Regions from separate parts of the Mus musculus genome. Here region 2 is linked to region 1. Evidence: chromatin contacts called from public HiChIP or PLAC-seq data. All regions are on one chromosome and are shown on one strand. The core of a region is the stretch at or near the end of the contact, and the rest is flanking DNA. Distances in the headings are between cores, read along the strand shown.

Region 1 (4,469 bases), core at 1,297-3,796:
TCATTTTATCCCATTAGTATATTCCCGGGGCTGGAGAGACGGCTCAGAGGTTAAGAGTACTTGTTGCTCTTGCAGAGGACCTGGGTTCAGTCCTAGCACCTACATGGTAACTCCAGTTCTAAGGCTTTGGATACCTTTTTCTGACCTTTTGTACACCAGGACTGTACACAATGCACATGTGTATATAAAAGCAAAACACCCACACACATAAAACTAAATTTAATATATTCCTACAAGGAAACTATGTCCCCCAAATTCAAATGTTGGTCAGCCATCTGTAAGTGAACCCTATGCAGTGCAGCAGTTGATTGCTGAGGTGACAGAGCATTTCCTTAGGTTTAAAGCTTTCATAGGTCTCAGCACGGGAGAGATCAGCTATCTGGGCTCTGTGGAGATGCTTGCAGCAGTACCATCTGTGAATGAACAGAAATGATACCCCATGTCCCCTTTAAATACCTGTCCCTCAGTAAACCAAATTACTGTGGAGGTACCTTCTTTATCATGTAGGGGCCTGGGAGCTGGGGGTGCAGAGCTGCAGTGCTAGGACAGAACCCTAGAGTCTTGTACTAGCTAGACAATCCTCTACCATTGAGCTGTATTACCACCCACCCCCGTACTGTATTGAAATCAAAAGAGAAAGCAGAACAGAGAACAGGGCAGTAGGGTGGTTGGAGAGAATTGTGTGGAGCAGGCAGACGTGTTGCTGGGGCTTGAATCCCATCTGCGCTCCTTACTACCCCGTGATGTGATGATGGCAGGATGGCAGGTCTCCTTGTGTGCAAGGAGGAAACAGGAGCATCTTCCCACAGCAAGATAAGGGAATGGAGAGAGTGCTGAGTGAAGTCCTGAGGCAATGTGCTGTCACTGACATAGGCAGAGCTGTGTCAGCACCCCAGAACCTCAGACCCATGAAGGAAGGGCAAAGCCCCACCCCCATCCCCTGGCATGAAGAAGCCTTCCTCTGGTCCAAGTATAGAATTTGACAGTATATGCAGAGAATGGCCACTCTAGCTTTCCCCCTTGAATGTTTCCCCCCTGCAGACTGCCTCCCCTGTTTCGTTACACCTCTGTCCCCATCCCTGCCCATCCGTATACACCCGCCTTTCTGTTGATCCCTACAAACACCCTGGGCTTCCAAGAGTGCTGTGGTTTCTCCAGAAAAGAGCCCAGCTCTCTGTGTGTCTTTTTCTTCATGACCTCACTGCCTTCAGTCCTGGAAGACTGTGAAGAACGAGATGTTACAAACCTGATAAGTTAAAAAACAAAAACAAAAAACACTCCTCTGACCATCAAGCACTATAGCCCCTAGACAACCAAGTGAGAAACGCTGGAGTTTCTAAGTTTATGCTGAGCAAATCCCCCTATTCCTTTCATAGAATAGTTTAAGTCTCCAAATTACACTTTACCAAAAAGCCTGGATCTCTGTCTAGCCATGAGGGATGGGAAGGTTGGGGGAGTGGTGCCCAAGGTCTTACCAAAAACCTTACACTGGTCAAGAGGGAAGTTTCACTCTTCCCAGTCCGACTCCCCATGTGACACTCTGCAAGTCACATTCTCTAGCATACAGTATCACTCAAAGTTATGCTTCCATGGGGTAAAAGAGGATGGCAAAGACACTCCTGTCAATTTCATTGGGAGGGATAGCCATGTCTGGGTAAGAGACTGAGAATGCTCGGTTTTGTTTTTTGTTTTTGTTTGTTTTTAATGTAACCAATTATCTGAGGCCAAACACACCAAGAATTTAAAATTCAAGCCCAGCATGGCTTGCAGTCTCAGCTTCTTGAGAGACTATAAAACAGGAGGATCAAAAATTTAGGCCTCCCTAGGCTACACAGTGAATTAGTTCAAGGGCAGCCTAGGGAAGCTAGTGAGAATGAAGGACAAAGTACAAAGTAAGAGGATGGGAGATGTAGGTCAGTGGTTGGGAGCCTGTCTAGTCTACAGAGGTCTGGGTTCAATCTCCAATATTTAGAAGAAGTGGATACTGAAGGGCAGCGGCAGGAGAGAGGAAGAGAGGGGAAAAGGGAGTCCAGCTGGGAAGGGGGATTAAGGAGATAGCTGGAAACCCAGCAACAGCTGAATGGTTGGTCCCTCTAGCCCTGTAGCCCTAGTCCTCCCAGGATCCGTGTGGTACCAAAGAACCCGCCAAAGGTCATTGGAGGAGTCGAGCTGGCTTGGGGCTGGACAGCTGCGGCCTCAGTTTCCCCTCCCCGCGGGGCACGGCTGCGGGGCCGGCTGGTGCTCACGCTTAGCCCAGGCTGTAGCCGTCCGTACTGCTCCGACACCCAGAAGCCGCGCCGGTCCTCCAGCGCCACGAAGGGCAGGTCGGGGAAACGCGCGCGGAACTTCCGGAGGAAGCCGCCCTCAAAGTCCGCCAGCACGCCGTCCATGTCCACCAGCACCCGCAGGGCGCGGCTGCTCGCCCGGCTCCGCTCGGCCCGTAGCGGGGCACCGCGGGGACGCGCACAGCAGCCGCGCAGCCTATGCATCGCCCCGCTCCTCGCCCGGGGCCCGCGGCAGACGCAGCCTCCACCGCGGACACGGACGCGCAGGCTCCGGCCCAGAGCGAGGCCGGCGCGCAGCCCCGCCGCCCTTAAAGGGACATGCGCCCAGAGAAGGTGAGCGCGACGTGGGTGCTGATCGCCCTGGGACATCCAGTCCCAGGTTACAGCCGCCTGTGAAAGCCAGACTGGAGCACTCTTCCTACTGAGGCAGTGGTGGATGGAGGAGCTCACCACCGGAGGAACAAATCCTTAGGTATTTATTGAGCGCTTACTTCGTTGAGCTCTGAGCCCAACAAAGTTCCAGCCATCCCGGATTATGGGTACAGGTTTTTAAACAGCTTGTCATTCCCAAGTATAGACAGGGAGGATTTCAGGTTTTAGGTACAGGTAAAGGCAGATACACCTGCTGTGTGTGATCCTCTTTGTTCATAGATGCTGAATGTTTGCAACCATAACCTTATAAAATTTAAAGCTATCAGAGGTGTAACCTTCAAATCTATAAAGGTTCTAAAAAAAACAGATGCTCTGTGTCCATCCTAACATCACTGGATTCAATAGTGAATCTCCAAATATGTCTGTAAATTTGTTACTGTGCTTCATGTTATTAAAAAAAAAGGAATTAGTAGGTAGAAAAAATATTTTAAAGGATGCAAACATGAAGGTATTTTTGGTAAAGAAAGGTCTCTGTATGTTAAATCTTGGTCCTTCCTGATCTAGATTCCCAGCACCCTGCTGGCTGCTCACAATCCTCTCAACTCTGAACACAGGGGATGCATACAGCACCCTCTGCTGGCCTCCATGGGCACATGTGGTGCACAGACATACATATTGCCAAAACGTGGGGAGAGAGAGAGAGAGAGGGAGGGAGGGAGGGAGGGAAAGAGAGACAGACGGATACACAGGATGTTTGTAAAGATTTTTTAAAAAGACTCTGTCCTAAAGAGAAGAGGGATGGCTGGATGTTTCCAAAATAAGAAAGATAAAGACAAAGCTAGAAAGCTCATGTCCCAAAAGGCCAAGCAAGTTACATGGGAGGACCAGACAATCTGTTGTGAGATTATGTTTTCTGGAAATGACAGAAAAACTTCCATAATAATATGGCTGCCTAAATAAGACCACAACAAGGAACCACCACTGATAGACATGCTAACATGGAAGAGAGACAGTGCTCACAACAGTCTGTAGCTTCAGTTTCTGGAGATTCAACACCTTCTTCTGGCCCCCTCAGGCACCAGGCAAGTGTGTTATACCCATACATACATTCAGGAAAAATAAATATCTTTAAAGAAACTCACCCTCCTTGTCATCTATGAACTTCATTCTCTAAGTTCATGAGACAAGAATCTAGAGGCACTGACTCAGTAAAAGCTTTGTGACTATTGTGGACGCCCGATTCGCCAGCAAGGAAGACACCACAACAGGATTCTTCTGCACAGGTTTATTGGAAGAGCTTGATAGCGAAGCCAAAAGACCCCAGCCCCAAAACTGGCGCTGCTTATATAGGCCTAGGAGTGGCGTGTCTATACCTGATTGGTTGTGCTTTCAGTGCCTCATTTACATTCCCCGGGATGGGCTTTGATTTGGTGAGAAACCCTTATGCACATGCGCACAATGGTTGTTTACCTGAACTTACGGGCGGTGGCCAGCGGTGGCCAGCGCCATCTTGTAATGGCGTATGTGACTTCCCACAACTATGAGCTGCTGGAACCCTATCCTGAGGTAAGCCCACCGGGGCTAGAGGGCTTGGCACAGTCAAGGGTCTTCCTAGTTCACAAGGTTTTCAAGGCAGTGAACAAGAGCTGGGGAGAAGAGGCTCTTCCTGTGGGGCTCCCTGAAAGTTGGGCAGGGAGCAGCAGGGTTGAGTTTTCAAGAGCCAGACAAAGCTGGACCTTTTATTAATGCAGCTGTGTGAGTTGTCCATGCACCTCTAACTAACCCCTCACCCTTATGCGTGGTGGTAATCTG
Region 2 (4,469 bases), core at 1,209-3,708, 44 kb before region 1:
AGACAAGGGTGCAGACTGGCTTCCTGGGCCACCAAGCACTGCTTGGCTTCTAGGGGAGTGTTTGGTGACATGCAGACCCTGGGATTGCTCTGAACAATCAACTTGCCACACCTACCTGAAATATCTCCATCACACCTGACCTCAGCACCAGCCTCCCACAAGAGCCAGGCGGTTTCTCTTCTGAAAGATTACAAACCCACTGTCCCTGGCACCTTGGAGAGTCCCTAACTGATACTGCTGGGTCCCCAGTGTTACCCTCCTCCTCCTCCGGATATCAGGAGCATAATAGCCTTAGCTGAATAAATAGAATATGGTTCTAAGCCACATTGGATGGAGTGATGGGGAGGTCGTGAAACATGTAGACTGAGAGCCAGGTGCCAAGTCATGGTCAGGGTTTCAGTGGGTAGAAAGGGGAGGTGGGCAAAGTCCCAGCCCAGGAGAATGAAGGTGGAGAAGAGTGGTTGGGGTTGGGGGAGGGGAGGGGTGTGCTTGATTAGATGTGTCTGCAGCCTCCTTCCACGGAAATCATCCCCTTTCCTTTTGTTGTGAACGAATATATGGGGGAAAGGTCCTGGGGATGATGTAATGTTCCATTGCTCATCACAGTTCAATATTCATTCCTCGATTCCGTCTGCAAAGCCTTGCACTTCTCTCTCCGTGGGCAGGTTATAATTGGAAGTTACCACCGTTTGTCTATATGCTCACAGCATCTCTGATTTGGCTGGCAGAATCAGCTTCAGGGTGGTTCCTGTACTGTTCCGACACAACATTCTTCTAGGTTATTATAACGATTCAATGTAACACTTGAGATTGGATCTTCCCTGTGTGCCTGGATGGAGCCATTTGTCCAAGATACCTGATGGAGTGGAATAGTAAAACCTAGACCCGGGGCTAGGATGCAGCTCAGCAGGGGCCCTTGGCTCCTCCCCTCACACGGAGTGGGCGTGGCCTGTGCTGTAGGACTTCACAGTCAACAGAGAGTACTTCCCCACCAAAAGCCACTCAGGATTCTTCAGGCTTTGTCCTCTCTGGATTTGCGACTCTCTCCTCCCCGTCTCTGTGGCCCTGGCTCCTGGCTCAGCTACACGCCTTCTTCTTACAGATATTCAGACTGTGACACTCGGGTTCAGGTTCTGCAGCCTCCTTGAGATTCCATGAACATCCTCCCCCTGTGTGGTCCAAAACCAGAGAGACTTTCTGGGCTCCTGAGAGGAGCGGCTGCACCTTTACCCAGCAACAACCCCAGTTCTGGGAATCAGACATTCCCAGGGACAATGGGAGGGTGGGGCAATAGGAGGGTGGATTTGAATAGTGGTTTTGTTGTAGACAGATGGGCAAAGATTTTGTATTAGGGTTCTCTAGAGTCACAGAACTTATGGAATGAATCTCATCTCACCCCCCCCCCATCTATATGAAATTTATTGGAATGATTTACAGGCTGCAGTCTAACGAAGCCAGCAATGACTAGCCATGAAGTCCAAGAATCTAGCAGTTTCTCAGTCCTGCGAGTCTGGGCATCTCATCTGGGCTTCTGTACTGGAAACCTGAAGAAATAGGCTCCAATGCCAATAAAGGAATGGATGTGCTAGTAAGGCAAGGGCAAGCAGTCAAAGAAAAACAAAACAAAACCAACCAACCAAACCAAAAAAAAAGTCCTTCTTCCATGACCTTATATAGGCTTCCAGCAGAAGGTGCAGCCCTTTCCGCCTCAGGATCTGGCTTAAAGGCATGTGTCTTCCTACCTCAGACCCAGATCACAGGTGAGCCCTCCACTTCTGGACTGTAGTTCATTCCAGAAATAGTCAAGTTGACAACCAAGAGCCATCTCAGTCGGTCAAACAAAAATCAAACTTGAGACAATGAGTTTCTAGTGCCCCAGGCAAATAGCCTCTTGGAGGCATAGCCGTTACAGCCAGTGAGTCAGCTGGGATGATGAGGAACTGATCTGACATCCACTCTCAGCTGACGCCTGCTGAGGGAGGGTCTGGCTCCTGGGGAGTCTGGATCTCCCCACCGGCTGTTTTCCCATTTGCCTGGGCCTCTACTACCACAAGGAAACCAGGATATGACTTCCCTTTGGCCTCTCTCTGTTAGTTACTTCCTTGGAAACTCTGCTGCCACCAAGCACAGGGTTCATCAGGGCAGCCACACTGCTCTGTGGGAGGTCACTCTGGGCAGGTGTACCAAATAATGTTTCTTGGCATCCGGACTTCTATGAGGAGTCATCGACCTCAGATCTAACATGACTCCCTCGAACAGAGGGAGAGAAAGGACAGAGCAAGGGAGGGGGATTATTGGCAGTTGGCTGAAATTTCTTCTGTTCATCTCATAGAAATCATGAAACAAAGTAACTAACGCTAGCTGCCCCGGGCAGTGAGAGTCATCAGCCCTCAGCCAGCAGGGTAAGCAGCTCTCCGGGCAGCGGGAGCAGCAGCCATGGCAACTGTATGGATCTCTCCACCAGTTTATAGCTCCAGGCCTCTCTTCCCACTGCTCTGTGCTGTCTGGCAGTTCACAGCCCTCAGTGCTGCCAGAGGCCGGCAGGGCTACTGCTCAGCCTTTTGAACAAGAGAGAGAAATGGCAAAGAGGTCCAATAACATCATCAGAAAGAGGTTTTCTAGGCTGTCTGCTATGGTGTAGAGCAGCGGTTCTCAATCTGGGGGTTTGTAGATCAGATATTTATGTTACAGTTTATACCAGTAGCAAAATTACAGTTATGAAGTAGCAGCAAAATAATTTTATGGTCGGGGTCAACCCAACCCGAGGAACTGTATTACAGAGTTGCAGCATTCGGAAGGTTGAGAACCACAGGCATAGAGGAAAACAGTCAGACGAAGACTGGACTGCTGATGCACAGCTCCCTGGCTCCCGACCGCAGGCTTTCTGCAGTCCTGCCGATCTGTGCATGCATCCCAGGGACACAGCTGCTTTGGCTGTCAGGGGTTGGGTGGGGCCATCTGAAGGACGGGAGAGGGGTGGAGCCACATGGGAGATCAGAAGCCCTTTTTAAAGATATTTATTTATTATAAATATACACCTTTAATCTCAGCATTTGGGAGGCAGAGACAGGTAGATCTCTGTGAGTTTGGTGCCAGATTGCAAGTTCCAGGACAGCCAGAGCCACATAACAGGGAAAGCCTGTCTCAAAAAACAAAACAAAACAAAACAAAACACTAGAAAGATAAAATAATATATATATGACTATAGAGACCAGAGGGAAACTTGCAGTAGTTGATTCTCTTTTCAATGTGAATGCCAGTAGTCAACCTCAGGTTTGTCAATCTTGGCAGCAAGTGTTTCTACCTGCTGAGCCATCTTGCAATTGTTTTATTTAAACAATCCTCCTGCCTCAGCCATTCAAGAAACTGAGATAATTACATGCCTGTACCACCACACCAGAACAGCGATGTGTGACGATTCCCAAACCGTGTCACTGTCTTGCTTAAAGTGCGTACTTGAGGCTGAGAGGACTCGGCTCATGGTCAGAGAACATTCTTTGCAAGCCTAGAGCTCTGGGTCAAAGCTGAGCTCTGGGAGAAAAGAAATGACATAGACGTGTGTGTCAACATCCTTCATGTAGACAACAGGTAAATTTTGGAACTTTTCATAAGCTCATCAGAATCTTTGCCCTTCTGCTCCCCCACCCCGGGCTCTAAGCACCCACCAGTCTCTCCCCCATTCTGCACGTGCCCATGTGTGCCTGTGATCGTTACATCCCATGACCAAGCAACTCAAGGAAGATGCAGTTTACTTCGGCTCACTTTCAAGGGGATGTGATCCATCACGACCCATGTGGTCCATGGCGGCAGGAACATAAGGCTGGCGACACGGTCCGCAGTCAGGAAGGAGAGAGGCGCAGGCTGTTGCTCAGCTCCTTTCCCCTCTTATTCTCCACCCGGACCCCCAGTACACTGACAGTACCACCATATTCAGGATCAGTCTTCCCTCTTTAGTTAACATTTCTGAAAAAGCCATCATAGACACACCCCGAGATGTGTTTCCATAGTGATTCCAAATCCAGTCAAGTTGAAGTGTGAAGATGAACCAAAACAGCGTATCTCGTCTCGTATGAACAGAATTTTGCAGTGTCTCTCCTTTGGTGACTGGCATGTTTTACTGAGCAGCATCCTCAAGGTTCACCCTTGTTCCCATGGGAACTCTAGGAAGCTGAACACAGTGATATAGAGCAAGGCCCTGAGAATGACAGGTTTTGGGTCTGGTTTTGGGTTCCAGGTCTACCCCCATGCCAACTGGGTAGCTTCTCTGATGCCTAGGTCTCCTCAGGCAACCACACCCACTTTGGGTTTACAATGAGGGTGAGTTGACACCTGAGGTGAAAGTGCCCGGATGCCATCATAATTTACGACACTAGCAAAGGAGTGTGAGACCACTTCTCTTCCTGTCCCTATGATATAATAGTCTGACAAAAGCAGATTAAGGGAGAAGTTCCAGCTCACAGTCCAAGGGT

The links. HiChIP or PLAC-seq counts read pairs in DNA pulled down with a chosen protein or histone mark.
Region 2: a contact with region 1 is called in an H3K27ac HiChIP or PLAC-seq map of embryonic stem cells, with 6 read pairs. The contact joins the enhancer-like site here to the promoter of Nt5m in region 1. A contact is called at or near these places in 1 of 39 promoter capture datasets (embryonic stem cells), 1 of 15 datasets of contacts at CTCF or cohesin (CD8 T cells), 3 of 484 Hi-C or Micro-C datasets (the C10 cell line, myeloid progenitors and trophoblast stem cells), 6 of 115 datasets of contacts at active chromatin or transcription factors (the SCID.adh cell line, embryonic stem cells and pancreatic cancer cells) and 2 of 9 other capture datasets (adipose tissue and pancreatic islet).

Annotation. Positions count from the first base shown.
Region 1 is chr11:59,846,150-59,850,618 of GRCm38.p6, reverse strand. It overlaps Nt5m (5',3'-nucleotidase, mitochondrial), which reads right to left and starts at 2,546. Exons shown (of 5, transcript NM_134029.2): 1 at 2,247-2,546. The coding sequence starts at 2,489. It also overlaps a transcript of Cops3 not described here.
Region 2 is chr11:59,890,065-59,894,533 of GRCm38.p6, reverse strand. No RefSeq gene overlaps it. Among named protein-coding and RNA genes, the nearest start is that of 1810063I02Rik, 29 kb to the left of the region's middle. Within about 2 kb of position 2,458, at least 45 of the 459 cell types and tissues checked have an H3K27ac peak or open chromatin away from gene starts, as enhancers often do. A contact at or near this core is called in embryonic stem cells and trophoblast stem cells, where this site is marked.